Regions from separate parts of the Rattus norvegicus genome. Here region 1 is linked to region 2. The links are chromatin contacts, called in public Hi-C maps. All regions are on one chromosome and are shown on one strand. The core of a region is the stretch at or near the end of the contact, and the rest is flanking DNA. Distances in the headings are between cores, read along the strand shown. Region 1 holds the start of Ptprs (protein tyrosine phosphatase, receptor type, S). Region 2 overlaps Kdm4b (lysine demethylase 4B).

Region 1 (7,030 bases), core at 2,243-4,742, 110 kb after region 2:
AGAGACTGAACCCCAGGTTTGTTCTAAACTCCAAGTCCCACTGAGAAATGTCAGTCCCCGGCGACAGTTCGGCCAGGCGGAGGGGGGCGGGGCAGCTCAGAAGGAAGAAGAAAGACTAAATTAAAGCGGAGTCCACCGTCGCCTGAACGCCTGAACTCGTGAAAGATGACACGACCCCACACCTCGAGGCGCCAGCACTAAGGCGCGCGTGCCGCGAAGGAGATCGCCACTGAGACACCCCCCACCACATTTGTGTCCGTTAAAAGAATTTTGATTATTACTTTTTATATATGTAAGAAAAAAAGGAAGTCACGCGGAGATTAAGATGTGGCGACTTGAAATCACTACCGTGCTGTGCTACCTCAGTCAGAACCAATCACCCTCTCTGGTTACCCTTCGGAAACCGCAGCTCCGAATCCCTAAGGTCAAAAAGCTCCCTGCGCCTCACACGCAGATTCCCCAATCCGTGGTCCTCATTCCCCAGCTGCTCTATCTTCCCCCTAGCAACCCCATCCTCCCCGCCCAGCAGCCCGGCTCCCCCAGCAGTCCTGCCCCTCCCCACAGCCCATTGTCCTGATTTCTGGAGAGACTCTGCCCCTGTCCGTGCGCCCCGGGTCTTTGTTGAGGACCCTCCGGGTGGATTTTAGTCGCGATGTGGCTGTCGGCCAAATGTAGCCTCCCCCACAAACCCCAGCACCGCCACAGAGGACAGAGGAAGGGCGGCCTCCTCCTCCCGCGACTTCCAGATTCTGGGACGTCAGTGGCGGGGACCTGGTGGCTTTTCCTTGTCCAAATGCTGGACCAGAGAGGGCTGCAGCTGAGCCCTGGGATGCACAACAGACGGGGAACAGTTCTATCTTAGGAGTACATCTCTCTCCTAAGAGACCCTCGGTTGAGGGACACCCCCCAAAAGAAAGCCACAGTGATGCAATGTTCTACTATCCCAACCAGACCCCAAGACTCTCCCCTCCGGCTAAGTAAAACGCAGACGAGTGGGGCTCAGGGCGGCAGACAGGGCTCAACCCTGGTAGATGTCCCTAGACCTGGCCGGTTTTTAAATATCTCTATTTTTAGGCTTTTCCTCCGGCTCGCCCCAACCCCGAACTCTCCCGACAGCCCCTCTTTCCCCTGACCCAGCGGCTGAGACACAGGGAACAGGTGAGCGCGGGGTTAGCGCGGCAGGGCCACGCGACGGGGACATCAGCGTAGCCACAGATCCGGACACCGAGAGACACACAGAGTAAACACAGAAGGGGAAACCGAGTCACCAAGAGGCACTTGGCCGCATTCGAGTACACGAGGGACACGGGGACGCCCCGATTCCCTGGGGTGGAGACAAGAGCCCCAGAGGCTCTGAGACTGATTCAGTGTGCGGAGAGTCATGGCCACGCTGCAGTGTGGGGACTGTGGATGCGGGGTCCCCTTCTGTGAACCTGCCACGTACCCAAGAGTTCCCAATCCCATTGGGTCCGCGGACAGACCGCACAGCCTTCCTAGCCACACCCGGCCATCAGCTCTGTACCCTGCGGGCGCCGCCCCCGGGGACTGGCACCTGGCCACAGCCCCCCAAGGCTCCGGGGACACCGATGTCACCCTCCAGGGCGCGATACCGGCCGCAGAGCTCGCTAAGCGGCCCGGGCTCCCGCGACGGTTCGTTCTCCCTGAGCCCAATTAGGAGGATGCTCAGAGCGATCTCAGTAGCGGGTGGCTGGTTCTCCAAGGGATTGGGGGGTGGGAGAGCGGTCCCCAAGAAGAAATGCAATGTCATGGTGAGGGTGTGTCCCCCCCATCCTCTCTGGGGCCCCAAGGGGACAAGACGGGACTTTGTGGGTCTCTGGAGACCCAGGCGCGATGGGCAGGGAGACTGACGGGAGGTCAGGCACGGACATTATCTGGGACCTAAGTGTGTCCCCCCCCCACTGTCCCTAGCTGGGGACTCTGGGGTTGGCCGGGGCGGAAAGCCGCCCCCAACTCCAGCTGGCCGCCTGCCGCCGCCAAAAAATCAGCTGGCAGAAGGCAAGAGCGGAGACGGAGACAGAAGGCAGCTGGAGATTGACAGGGGGAGGGACACAAAGAAAAGAGAAAGGACCGGGCAGGGGGAGGGGAGTCTATGCAAATGGCAGCTCCGACTCAGGGGCCTTTAATAATGGAAGGAGTAAGCAGCTGGTTAGAGGGGCCTGAGCCCAAGTAGGAGGGTCCCAGGCTAGCCCAGACAAGCAGACAGCCATTCTCTGCACTGTAGGGACAGCAGCACTCCCCCGAGGGGCACAGAAACCAGGACCCAGGTTCTAGGTGCAGAAACATAGGTGCAGAGAGTGTGTCCAACAATCTAACACCCTCGGGATGCTCCTTACTCTGTAGCAGACTCTTTGGGTCCCCGAGTGTCCGATCTGGCTTGGAACGTCTCAGAGGTCTCCCCATGAGCATCAAGGACGGTTTATTGGGGGGAGGAACATCCTGGCTCAGGTTGGAAAGTGAGCGTAAGGGAACCCCTGTCAAGCCAGGAGACACCCGGGGAAGTGACCATTAGGAGGTTCTACTGGAGGGAGGGATGAGATGGGGAATGACCGGGAAGATGGGCGCTCACGCTTGCTGCAGGGGCTCATCTGGAGACAGATTTGAGAGCAGGGAGAGGGGTTAACGGACCGAGATTTGGGGGTGTGGCAATCAAAACGATCCTCGCTCATAGTGGTGCTGGGAATTGGGGGTGAGGGGGTTCCACAAAGAAAGGATAACTTGGCCCTGACCCAGCTTGCATTGCAACAGGGGTACCGGCTCCCTTACCCCATTTCCTTCAGCACCCCAGTCCCCGCCCCCGGTGACGTCACCACCCTCAGCCAGTCGGGGGGCTCTTGGGGTGTACCTGGGGCCTCAGGGCCGCAGGCTGGCTCCCCGGGATTCCCCACGGCCCCTACACCGCGAGGACTGGAGGATGAGAAGTCCCAATTCCAGATCTGGGGGAGGTCGGGGGTTGGGGGGGCGCCTGGGCCGCAGAAGGGTGGGGCCGAAGCCCCAGGTGAGCTGAGGTGTCTGGCCCGGTCTGCAGCTCCAGACGCGGACACGGTGCACGGCACACTGTGTCCCCGCCCGGTTGGTGCAGTTGGCAACCCTGGGCACGGGCCAAGTTGCCCGCGCGCGTCCTCATCCCTCCCGGTCTGGGTCTCTACCGGTTCCCGTCTCTCTGAGTCCCTGTCCCTCCGGGTTCACATCTCTCGCGGTCCCCATTCCTCCAGCTCCATCCCTCCACGTCCCCCACATCCCTCTCCTTGCAGAATCCGATCAGGGCTGCAGCCCGGACCCCCTTCGGAGCACAAAGGCCGAGAAGCTTGGAAGCACAAAGCCGGCGCCGCCCACCCCGCTCCCGTGTCTCCCGTGCGCCCCGTGCGCCCCGTGCACCCCGGTACCTGCGGGCTCCGCATGCTGCTCCCGGCACCGGGTCGGCCCGGGCTCCGGCGGCTCGGCGTGCGCGCACGGCCGGAGCTGCCTGGCGGGCGGGGCAAAAACCCACTGCGGCTCCCGCGCCCCCAGCCGGTGACGTCACCCCTTCCGCCGCGGCGGCTCTGGGGCCTGGCCGTAAACAGTACTGCGCACGCGCACAGAGACCTGTCCAGTGAGGCGGCGCTGCTGGGTCACGTGCTCCCGCAGCCTGTAGAAGGCTGCGGGAGCACGTGGGATGTGGGACACGTGGGCCCGACCTGTCTCCTCTGGATTTCCTTTAAACTCAAGTTCTGGTGTAGCCCAGGCTGGCCTCAAGTTACACTTGCTGTGTAACTAAGGACGACCTGATCTTCCTGTCTCTGACTCCCCACTCTGCTTCCTTTGGCCAAACTATCCTTTCCCTAAAATCTTTTCCATCAAACCCGCCTTGCTTCTGGCTGAAGAGTCTGTCATTTTTTTGAACAGCCTGGGATAACAATGAATTCGAGCTTGGAAACAGCAGGATGACCCTGGCATTAAAAAAAAGTAGGGAGGGGCTCAAAATGGCTAGGTACATATAGGTGTTTGCTGCCCAAGCCTGAGAACCTAACTTCAATCCCTAAAGTCTCACAGTGGAAGGAGGGATCTGACTCTTGTGGTTGGCGCTGACCTCCACATGCATGCTCACACCCATATCCACGGAGTTACTAGACATGCCAAACCAAAAAAAGCAGTAAAAGACGGAAGAGAACCTTAAAGAAAAGAGTTGTCTCTGGGCACGGGGTCGCATGACTTTCAGACAGCAACAGGAGGATTGCTGCCAGTGTGAGTCCAGCGTGGGCTGCACACTGAGACCCTGCCTCAGACACTGAAACGATTTTATTTTACAATCTGGGAAGAGTCCTCTCGGAAGGACTGGGTCATAAATGGGGAAGAGCATCATGAATAATTGATGAGGAGCCTAAATTAAGAACAGGGCTTCCCAGTGCTGACACCGTGGCCAGGTTAGCAGAGCTGGCTTTGTCCTCTTGCTTGGCTAGGGTGACCCTGATTGGCGTGTGTGATCCATACACCAAGTGCTAGTTGAGACTAGAGCACATAGTAGGTGCTTTGCATAGTGTTCAGAGGCCCTCAGTGTAGCTGCTTGTGCACAGCAGGTACTTGAAGTTTGGGTGCTCCGTGCAGATGCCTGGTGTTGCACACAGGTGCTGCGCCCTTGCATACTCCCTGCAGGTGTGTGGCCTTGTTGACTACACGCAGTGTGTACTCATGTGACTACACGCAGTGTGTACTCACATGCTATGGAGCTGGGTGCTCGCAGGGCTGGCTATGCCAGAGCAGAGTGGCGTCCATCAGGAAGGGAACCAGCCCTTGTCCTGTTTGTCCGAACTGAGTAACCGCTTGTGCCCCCCGGGTCCGCATGAGCAGCGAAGGGGAAAATGTAAACCATGGCGGGTCTGAGAGTCTGGAAGCTTCCTGTGGCCATTCATCCACCGCCTGATCCGGACTGTGTTAAATGCCATTTACACAGAAGTAACAAACAGCAATCAGCCTGCAGCTGACAGGACATAGACAGGCAACAATACATCAACCCAAAGCCGGCTATGTGTTCAGCAGCGAAGGGCTGCCGCTGCCTCTGCTCCAGCCACAGAAGCCACCTCCTGCTCCTCCCTCATCCCTACTCCTCCTACATAGGTTGCTGCCTGCCCCCAGGGCCCTCGAATACACTGGTCCTCAGTCTAGAGAGATGTTCCTTTCACTGCCCAGAGACTACCATTACCAACCCCACTTCCTGACAGACTGTTCCCAATATTGTGCTGAAGTGGCATTGTCATAGTTAGAAATGATGTTGTGACCCTTGGTTTGTTTCTTGTGAGTCTCCTTGCTCTAGTTGTTCCTTAATGTCCTGTCTCTGTGAGACAACAGCTGGTGACGTAAGGCTGTAGGAAGGATGAGGGGAGACATCCTACCAATTGCCTAAGGAGAGAAGCCTAGAATCCCCCAGTGAGGGGCTGGAGGCAGAACTCAGGTGACAAAGTGGGTCAATGCTTAACTTTGCACAATATTTTGGCACGTTCTAACTGTCACTGTTGTTGCATCCAGCCCCTCATGGGAGGTGCTGAGCAGGGACCATGTCTGAGCAGACCACAGAACTGCTCTCTGGAGGGGGTTGTGTTGGGCCCAGAGTGGGGCCCAGTGGGCTTTAAACTTCTGGTTTTTGCCCAGTCTGGGTGGTGTGACTCGCTGTTGGGTGAAAAGTTCACACTGGAAGATTCCTTCCCTCCTGAGCTCTTGGGACTGGAGGGGTTCTCCCCAGATGCCCACCCTCTTCTTGGAAACTCCCAGAATCTGGTAATCATTTCCTCTGTGTCTTTCTTTTCCTTCCTTCTTTCCTTCCTCCTTCCTTCCTTCCTTCCTTCCTTTTTCTTTCTTTTTCTTTCTTCCTTTCTTTCTTAATTCCAGGGAAGTGCCTAGTGTCCATAAACAGGATTACTCTAGCCTAGTAGGGAGCCTGTGGTTGGGGCTCATGCCCACAGGAGGCAGAGACAGGGGAATGAGGGGCTTAAGGTCGGCCTCGACTGTAGAATGAACTTAAAGTCAGCCTGAAGTAAAGAAGTTTTTTTTCTGAAAATAAAAATTCCAGAAGGGCTGTGGGCAGGGCTCAGGTCTAGCCTGGGTAGAGGGCTCGAGTTCCACCAGAGGACAGAAACTACGGCCCTTGTCTACAAACACAGTTCTAAGTCTGTGCTGTCTTGGGCTGCTGGGACCAGGTCAGGAAGGCCACAGTCTGTGACCCAAGGGTGCCTGGAAAGAGCGGCCCCCAACCCCCTGTCACATCAGGAGAAACTGAGGCTGTGGACAGGAGGCATTGTGGGGCTCTGGGATATGTTTGGTTTTTGTTTGTTGGAGACAGTCACAGTAAGCAAGGTTAACCTCGAATCTCCTACCCTCTTGTCTCATCCCCCTGAATGCTGAAATGACTAGTGTGCACCATCACACAAGCTCCAGACTTAAGCACTGAGTAAGCATGGTCTCCATTGACAAATGCCAGTGATGCTAGAAAAGGCCGGGGACAGGGTGGAACCCAAGCTAGAGGAGCCAGAGAGCTTTGTGGCTTCAGGGGAGGGAGGAGGGAGGGGGGGGAGGTAGAAGGGGAGCAGGGTGGCTTGTACTGTGGAGGAAGGTGTGAGCTATGGAAGGTAATGTGCAGAGAGCTGACCCTATGTTCACTGCCCTCTGGTGGCAGCTACTGCCAGGACACGAAGGAGCCACATGCAACTACAAAGCTGGACTCACTGATTACAGCCTCTATTCCACCCCTGTTCCCAGCGCATGATCCTCCAGAGACCTAGCTATGGGTGGTGCTCTGTGCAAGCAAACAGGTACAGGGAGGTGAAAGACAGCTGTCACATGGCCTTGAGATGGGGTCCCCTTGCCCTGGCACAAAAGGTTCCTGAGAAGAAGCAAGCAGCTGGAGCCCCCGTGACAGGATCTGCTGGACTTGCATGCTCCCAGGATCTGAGTCTCACTCCTGGTGCAGAGGGGCCTTGACAGGTTTGGGCCCTGTGAAGACTTACACAGTTTTAATTCTTATTTCTCTGAAAAAGGGCCC
Region 2 (6,361 bases), core at 1,864-4,363:
TAGGTTTATAAGGATATCTGCAGGTTCCAGCATTTTCTGAAGGGTCTCTGCATCTGTTACTGCTTTGGCTGGTGTGATTTGGGAGTCAAGGACTTTGAAGATGGGGGTGTGTGCTGCCCTGGGCAGGCTCTGCCAAGTCCTTTAGGAGCTGCCCTGGCAGGTGGCACTTGAAGGAGAGGTGGGCTCTCATGTTCTGTATAGAAAGCTGTTCTTGCACTGGGGTCTCTGGAGGAGTGAGCACACTGTGCAGGTGTTGTGATGCCTCCAAGGACAGTGCCTTGTATGGGAAAGGAGGAGGAGACCAGTACTTGCAAGTCTCTTAGTAGCGCCTCCCCCTCCTCCCTGTGTAATCTCCTGTGGCGACACTTTAGCCTAGCCTGGGGAAGGTAGCCCACATCAGTTGCCCTCTAAGGCCCTAAAGGACAGCTGGATCTGCTAGATTACTGCCCTGACTTGGATCTCTGTCTGCTGGTGTGATACTGGCTCCTGAGTGCCTCACAGCCCCCATACTGAGGGAGCAAAGATGGTCCCTGTGCCCTACCCTAACTCTGCACCTGTGAGGGTGGCTCCTTCCAGCTGTCAGCTGGGCCACCAGATCCCCTGATGATGAAGCCAGCAGGAGGCAGCGCAGTTTGTAATGATTGTCTCCTATTCTGATTGTGATTGTCTCCTATTCACATTGCCAAGCCCCTCCCTCCCTTGTCCAGTCGCCATTGTGTGACAGACACTTGGGAGGTAGATGCTTTCCACTTGCCAGGTATGCACAGCAGTATTTAGAGGAGCAGGTGCCCCACCATGTCTGAGTTGCACAGACTCATGGAAGTCTGTGAGCTGCTGCTGTCCCAGCTTTGACCTGAAACCAGTTACTATGAAGGGTGGGGGGCTCCTTCCTGGTCCCTACTCTGCCTGCTCTGCCCTCTCTAGAGCACCTGACCATGGTGCTTGTCCTCAGCTGTCCTAGGAGTTTTATGAGGGGGCAGAGCTCTCTGCAGAAGGAACCTCTTCTATGGATGACATTTTGTCCCAGGTAACTGCCTGTGCTTGGTAGAGCCTAACAGCAGGTTCTGTGGCTGTGTTGTTAGTGTACCAAGTGTGACTGTGGTAGGAAGGGATCTTTTTCTACTCAGTCTACATCTCGATGGTGTCCTTGGCCTCTCTGTCCCAAAGACGCAACACACTCCATGTTCCCTGACCTGTGTTGTCTCTGATGCTGCAAGCTGTGAAGTAAAACATCAGTCCACAGGCTGCTGAGTGTCCCTCCCTCATGACTGCTAGGAAAGGTGATTGAGACCCCTCCAGCTGGAATAAAGTTCTACCCTGTGGGGCTTGGCACCCCAGCCAGTGCAACCATGTGATCCAGACACACAGAAGCTAGCAAGGGACAATTGTGTTATCCCTGGCCCAGTGCCCTTTGCTCCCTTCTTTTTGGACCTTGGCCTCACTCTTACCCCAGCTGCTCTGTTCCCCCAATGCCATGGCTTTGGCTTCTGCTTGTTGAGATTATGCTGTACATCTCAGCATCTCAGGCACCTCTGGAGTCAGATAATTAACTGAGGCTTGTGACATGCCTCAACTTGAACTGGGACATTGGGCCCCTGGCACAGCAAGATGAGCCCCTGTGCATTAGCCACTGTGATACTCTGATGATGACAGGCAATTTTAGGGAATCTGGTGCACACGGCAGGGTGTAGCTCTGAGTCACCGCCTGTGCCCATTAGCTCGATGAGCCATCCTGCTCCATCCTTTCCACAGCCGGGCCTGCCAAAGATGCAGCTGTGGCGAGCCTTGCCTCGCTCGCGGCTGTGTCCCCAGGATCCGAGGGTCAGAGCAGCCAGGACACCATGTGTATGTATGTTGGGGCTCATTCAGGGTCCCAACTGACTCTGTCCCCTGCCTTTCTGTCTTAGAGTTTGCTTCTAGGCTGCAGAGCTCTGTAAGCAGTGGTGAGCAGGAAGCTGTCTATATTCTTTGCCTAGAACAGGACTGTTAACCTGCAGCAGGTTATGAGAGGCTCCTCTCCATCTCCCACAGATATGGGGAATTAGAACTGAGCTGGGCTCTTGAGCAAACTGGTGAGCTGTGGGCTTTTATATGGCCTACTTTTTAGTTGGAAATTCCTCTCCCTTCCACCCTTTTCCTCCCTCTCTCTGTCCCCTTCTTTCTCTGTCCTCTCCCTCCCTCTTTCTGTCTCCCTCCTACCTGCCCCGTCCTCTTCCTCCCTCTTTCTGTTCCTGCCTCTTTGGCCTGATAGTGCAGGTAGATCTGTCTGTGGTGAGCCTGTACTGCAGCTTTTCCACGAGTGGACCATTCCCTATGCAGAATCTTCAGTGTCCTACACAGTCCTCCCAGCTTCTCTGGGCAGCCTGCTGTCCAGTGTGGAGTATGGTGTCTTGTGGTCACTCCATCACAGACTGACCCTGTTGATGTTGACCTTGATTGTGTGGCTCAGGTCATCTGCTGGGTGTCCTTTCCCCACAGGGCATTCTTTACTGCTCCCCCCTCCCCGGCCCCCACTGCACTCTGAGGTGAAATGAACTCTAAAATGAAATGTTTTAATTATCAGAAAAGTGAAGAGAGGAAGGAGCAGGGTGACCCTGTGCTAGGCTGGCAGCTGGACCCAACACTGTCTCTTTGTCAGGGCACCCGGTTTCTTTCCTTCTTCCTGGAGAGGAATCACAGATGGAGTGTGGGCTCTGTGGTATCTGTGTGCCTTGGGCTCTGTGGCTCAGAAGTGGAGTGTGTGAGCCCTTTGGGCCTTCAGGCTGCATGGGAACACCATTGCTCTCTGCAGCCCTGACCTTGGAGAGGCCGTCTCCAAGTGAGGCCAGGTTCACCCCAGTGAGCTTCTAATAATAAACTTACTTATTTTTGTTTTATGTGCATTGGTGTTTTGCCTGCATGTATGTCAGTTTGATCCCCTGGAACTAGAGTGAGCTATCATATGGGTGCTGAGAATTGAATCTAGGGACTTTGGGAGAGTAGCCAGTGCTCTTAACTACTAGGCCATCTATCTAGCCCAAGCCACTGAATTTTTTACAGGCTTCAGATATGCCATGGAACCCCCTATTTCTTCCTGTGGGACAAAGGATGTATTGTCTGGGGGCCTAGCTGTGTGCACACGTGCACTTTCCATGTGTGCTATGTTCTGCAGTGCTCTGCAGCAGCCCTTCTGCTCCGGTTTTGAGGACTTGCGCTGCCCCTATAGTCCTTAAACTAGCATAGCCTGGGAAGCGCCCTTTCTGTCTTGTTTCCAACCACGTGTAAGAACTGGCTCTGTCGGGAAGTGAAATTGGCATACTTCCTGCTGGGAATTCACCTTTGCAGGGCTATATCAGGGTGATCATTGGGATGTCCATGCAGAGGCCATTATGTAGGACCTGCCCCCATCACACCTCCTTCTGGTGGCTGTGAGCCTTTCAGAAAACTTGCTTCTAAGAGAGCTTGGAAGGGCTTTTGTTCCTGCCAGCTCCTGTTTCCCAAGTGTGGGTCAGCACCATTGATCCAGCGTTAGCTCCAGGCTGGTAATGGGGGATGGGTGGCCAACACTGGCCATCAGGCCGGCCCACAACTCTAATGCTGCTACAGCCTGCTCTCCACATGTGTCCCTGCAGAGTTGTCAGGGGCGAATGTCAGCTAACTCACTTGCCTGTGGGCATGAGGTTTGACCCTGGCTTGAGGTAGTCAGGCCACTCTCTATCTGCCAGCACCTATAAATACTGGGGGTTTTACTCCTGAAACCGCTCAGAGTATAAACTCTAGACCTTGGATGCCCTAAGGTACAGTGGAAACTGGGGCTCTGCTGAAAGATGAGATTGGGTCAGGAATTGAGGAGCCCCCACAGTAGGCACACAGGAAGGCTTCTCAGTGTGTGGGGAGGCTCTGGAACCCACAGATGTTCACAGTGTTATTACATACTGTTTACATCAGTGGCTGTGGTACTACTAGGTTGTCCTCAATCTCTCTGACTAGGACAAGCAGCAACAAATGGCCCTGTACTATTTCAGCATCTTTAGGGTTGGTACTATGACATTCCACACAGCTCAGGTGCAGGAGACTGTAGGGTCTTTATGCTAGGAATGACCCTAGTCTAGCTGGAGCAGGTTAGGTGTGTGGATCAGCCCCTCCAGAGGCTTCATGGCTGGGTGTTAAGTGGGGCTTCAGTGGGGCTATGCATCTACAAAGCTGGTCCTGTGGCTGTAAAGAAAGCAGGGCACCAGGCCCATTTGTGGTGTCAACAGTGTGCCCAGGCCAGTTTGGGTCTGCACTGGATTCACCCCAGAGAGACCTGGATGACTACAGGCCTGCTGTCCATGCTGCCTATCATGCAGGCTACACTGTATAGCACACAGGTCCTAGGAGTGTCTGCTGTCTCCACCCACACCCTCTTCATCCTTAGCAGCCCCCCTCCTTGTTCCCAGAGGATCTGTCCTTAATCTTTTGTTTTCAATATTTGAACACAGTGATTGGGCTGAGTCCTGACCCTGGCTTAGGAGACTGCTGGGATAGGGTTATTGCATCAGACTGAGTCTGGGCTGATGGCTGTGTACAGGGCTCCTGGTTATCTGAGACATGGTCCAGGGTCCTGGAAGCCTCAGCATGTCCATAGTCCAAATCCAAAATGGTGCCTTTTCTGTACCTTGACCATGCAGACACCACTAGGCCCTTATTAGCTCTGCACTGTCACCAGGACCTGCCTCTCAGACTGTCTCCTGGGAACATTTCCCAGGCTTTGGGCAGTTCAGGGTAGGTGTCATTCAACCCAGGCCCACAGGTCACTGTATAGGTTTTGGTGTTTGTCCTTCACTAAAAATCCACAGGGGTGGAGTTGGGGTGGGTTGGGGCCTCCACCTCAGCTGAGCATGCAGACTCTCTCTGCCTTATCTGAGATTGTTGGACACAAATGTGCCAGTGTCCAACCTCCTCTCTGGGTCCTAAGGGAGACATGACAGTCACACATATCTATCCACCCCTCCCTGGCCACCCAGACACTGCTGTCTCCCATAGCACCAGCTTCCCTGTGGGTGGTTGTTCCTCCTCTATCTCCAAGTCTCTGTGTTCTTCAAGCTAGCTCTCTTGATTCCCTGTGTGTTTCAATAAAAATGTCATTACTAGAAACCATTGACACTGCTGGTGTGTGACACCAAATTCTACTGCCTATTGTCCCAGAAAACGATCCATTAACGATAAAGCTAGTGATTTAGTAGTCTCTGTCCTGGGAGCACCTCCCGCATTCTGGCTGTTGCTATCTTTGCTACAGCTTGTATTGTCTGTTCCACCTGCACATGCGATAAGAGACGGGGATTCCCTGCTGGAAATGGGCAGGCCTCACTCGGTGCCAGCCAGGCCTGGTGGTTCCTCACTGGAAGCCCCTTTTAGGTCAGGCAAATTGAACCTCTTTTTGCAGAAGTTATCAAAGTGGGGAACACAGGAGCCTGGTCCCTTACATGTAGCGGCTTGCCATTCCCATGTGTCTTTCCCATGTGTGTTACATCCTCTGTGGCCTCCTCTTCATTGGGTGGGCAGTGGGTTTTGACAGTTCATTTGCCAGTGTGCCCCTGATGCCTGAGTTCAAGGGCACCTTCATTCAACACCTGTCAGTTCAGGTTTTCTCTGACCTGTGGAATCCCTCCTTTTGTGTCTCAGCTGCAGGGACCTCCTGTTTGGTCACACCAGGAAACCACCTGCAGTCCTGTGTGCTTTCTTTCCAGGGCCTCCTGCTTTTGCTGGTGGTATGACCTTTTGCCTCAGGGACCTTGGGGGAGAGAGAGTAAACTACTCTTGTCTGCATTCCTGTTGCTGGGGACACAGGATCCCGCAAAATGTAGGTTTCCTTCTGAGCTCATGCCTGCTGATCCGGGGTTCTCTACCAGCCCTGTGCTCTGAGTCCCTCCTGCTGTTGGGAGTCTCCATGTGCTGGGACTTGGCTCAGCTTTGCAGGGTGCTGGCAAGCTAGCTCTCTTTACTACTGTAGGGACACACGTGCTATCTGGTTTTCTTTTTTTCTTTTGACATAAGGTCTCCCTGTGTAGCCCTGGCTAGCTCAGAACTCATTCTGTAAACAAGGCTGGCCATGAACTCAGAGATCTACCTGCCCCCTGAATGCTGGGGTTATAGGTGTGTCCACCGTACCTGGTTGGCTAGGTGTTTTGTATAGATTTTTGTCTGTAGCATATTTCTAGGCAGCCCTGGGGGGTCAGGTCCCTGCTCTGATTTCTCACTGTGGGAGGCTGACCTGTTACTTGATATGCCTCTGCTGGTGACATGGTTTTCTGCTTGTCCTTCCTTTTTCTTCCACTAAGAAATCTTTGCCAGCCTGAACTTCTCCCCTGAGCCATGGCCTATGGGCACGTGGCACTGTGTC

Evidence for each region. A called contact is a pair of places that touch in the nucleus more often than the background predicts.
Region 1: a contact with region 2 is called in a Hi-C map of Schwann cells, with 5 times the contacts expected there. The contact joins the promoter of Ptprs here to the enhancer-like site in region 2. A contact is called at or near these places in 7 of 12 Hi-C or Micro-C datasets (the Rat2 cell line, Schwann cells, frontal cortex and 4 more) and 1 of 1 datasets of contacts at active chromatin or transcription factors (oligodendrocytes).

The regions. Positions count from the first base shown.
Region 1 is chr9:1,390,599-1,397,628 of GRCr8, forward strand. It overlaps Ptprs (protein tyrosine phosphatase, receptor type, S), which reads right to left and starts at 3,493. Exons shown (of 34, transcript NM_019140.3): 1 at 3,405-3,493.
Region 2 is chr9:1,279,093-1,285,453 of GRCr8, forward strand. All of the region lies in intron 5 of Kdm4b (lysine demethylase 4B), which reads left to right. Among named protein-coding and RNA genes, the nearest start is that of Trnak-cuu11, 16 kb to the right of the region's middle. Within about 2 kb of position 3,114, at least 18 of the 93 cell types and tissues checked have an H3K27ac peak or open chromatin away from gene starts, as enhancers often do. A contact at or near this core is called in Schwann cells, where this site is marked.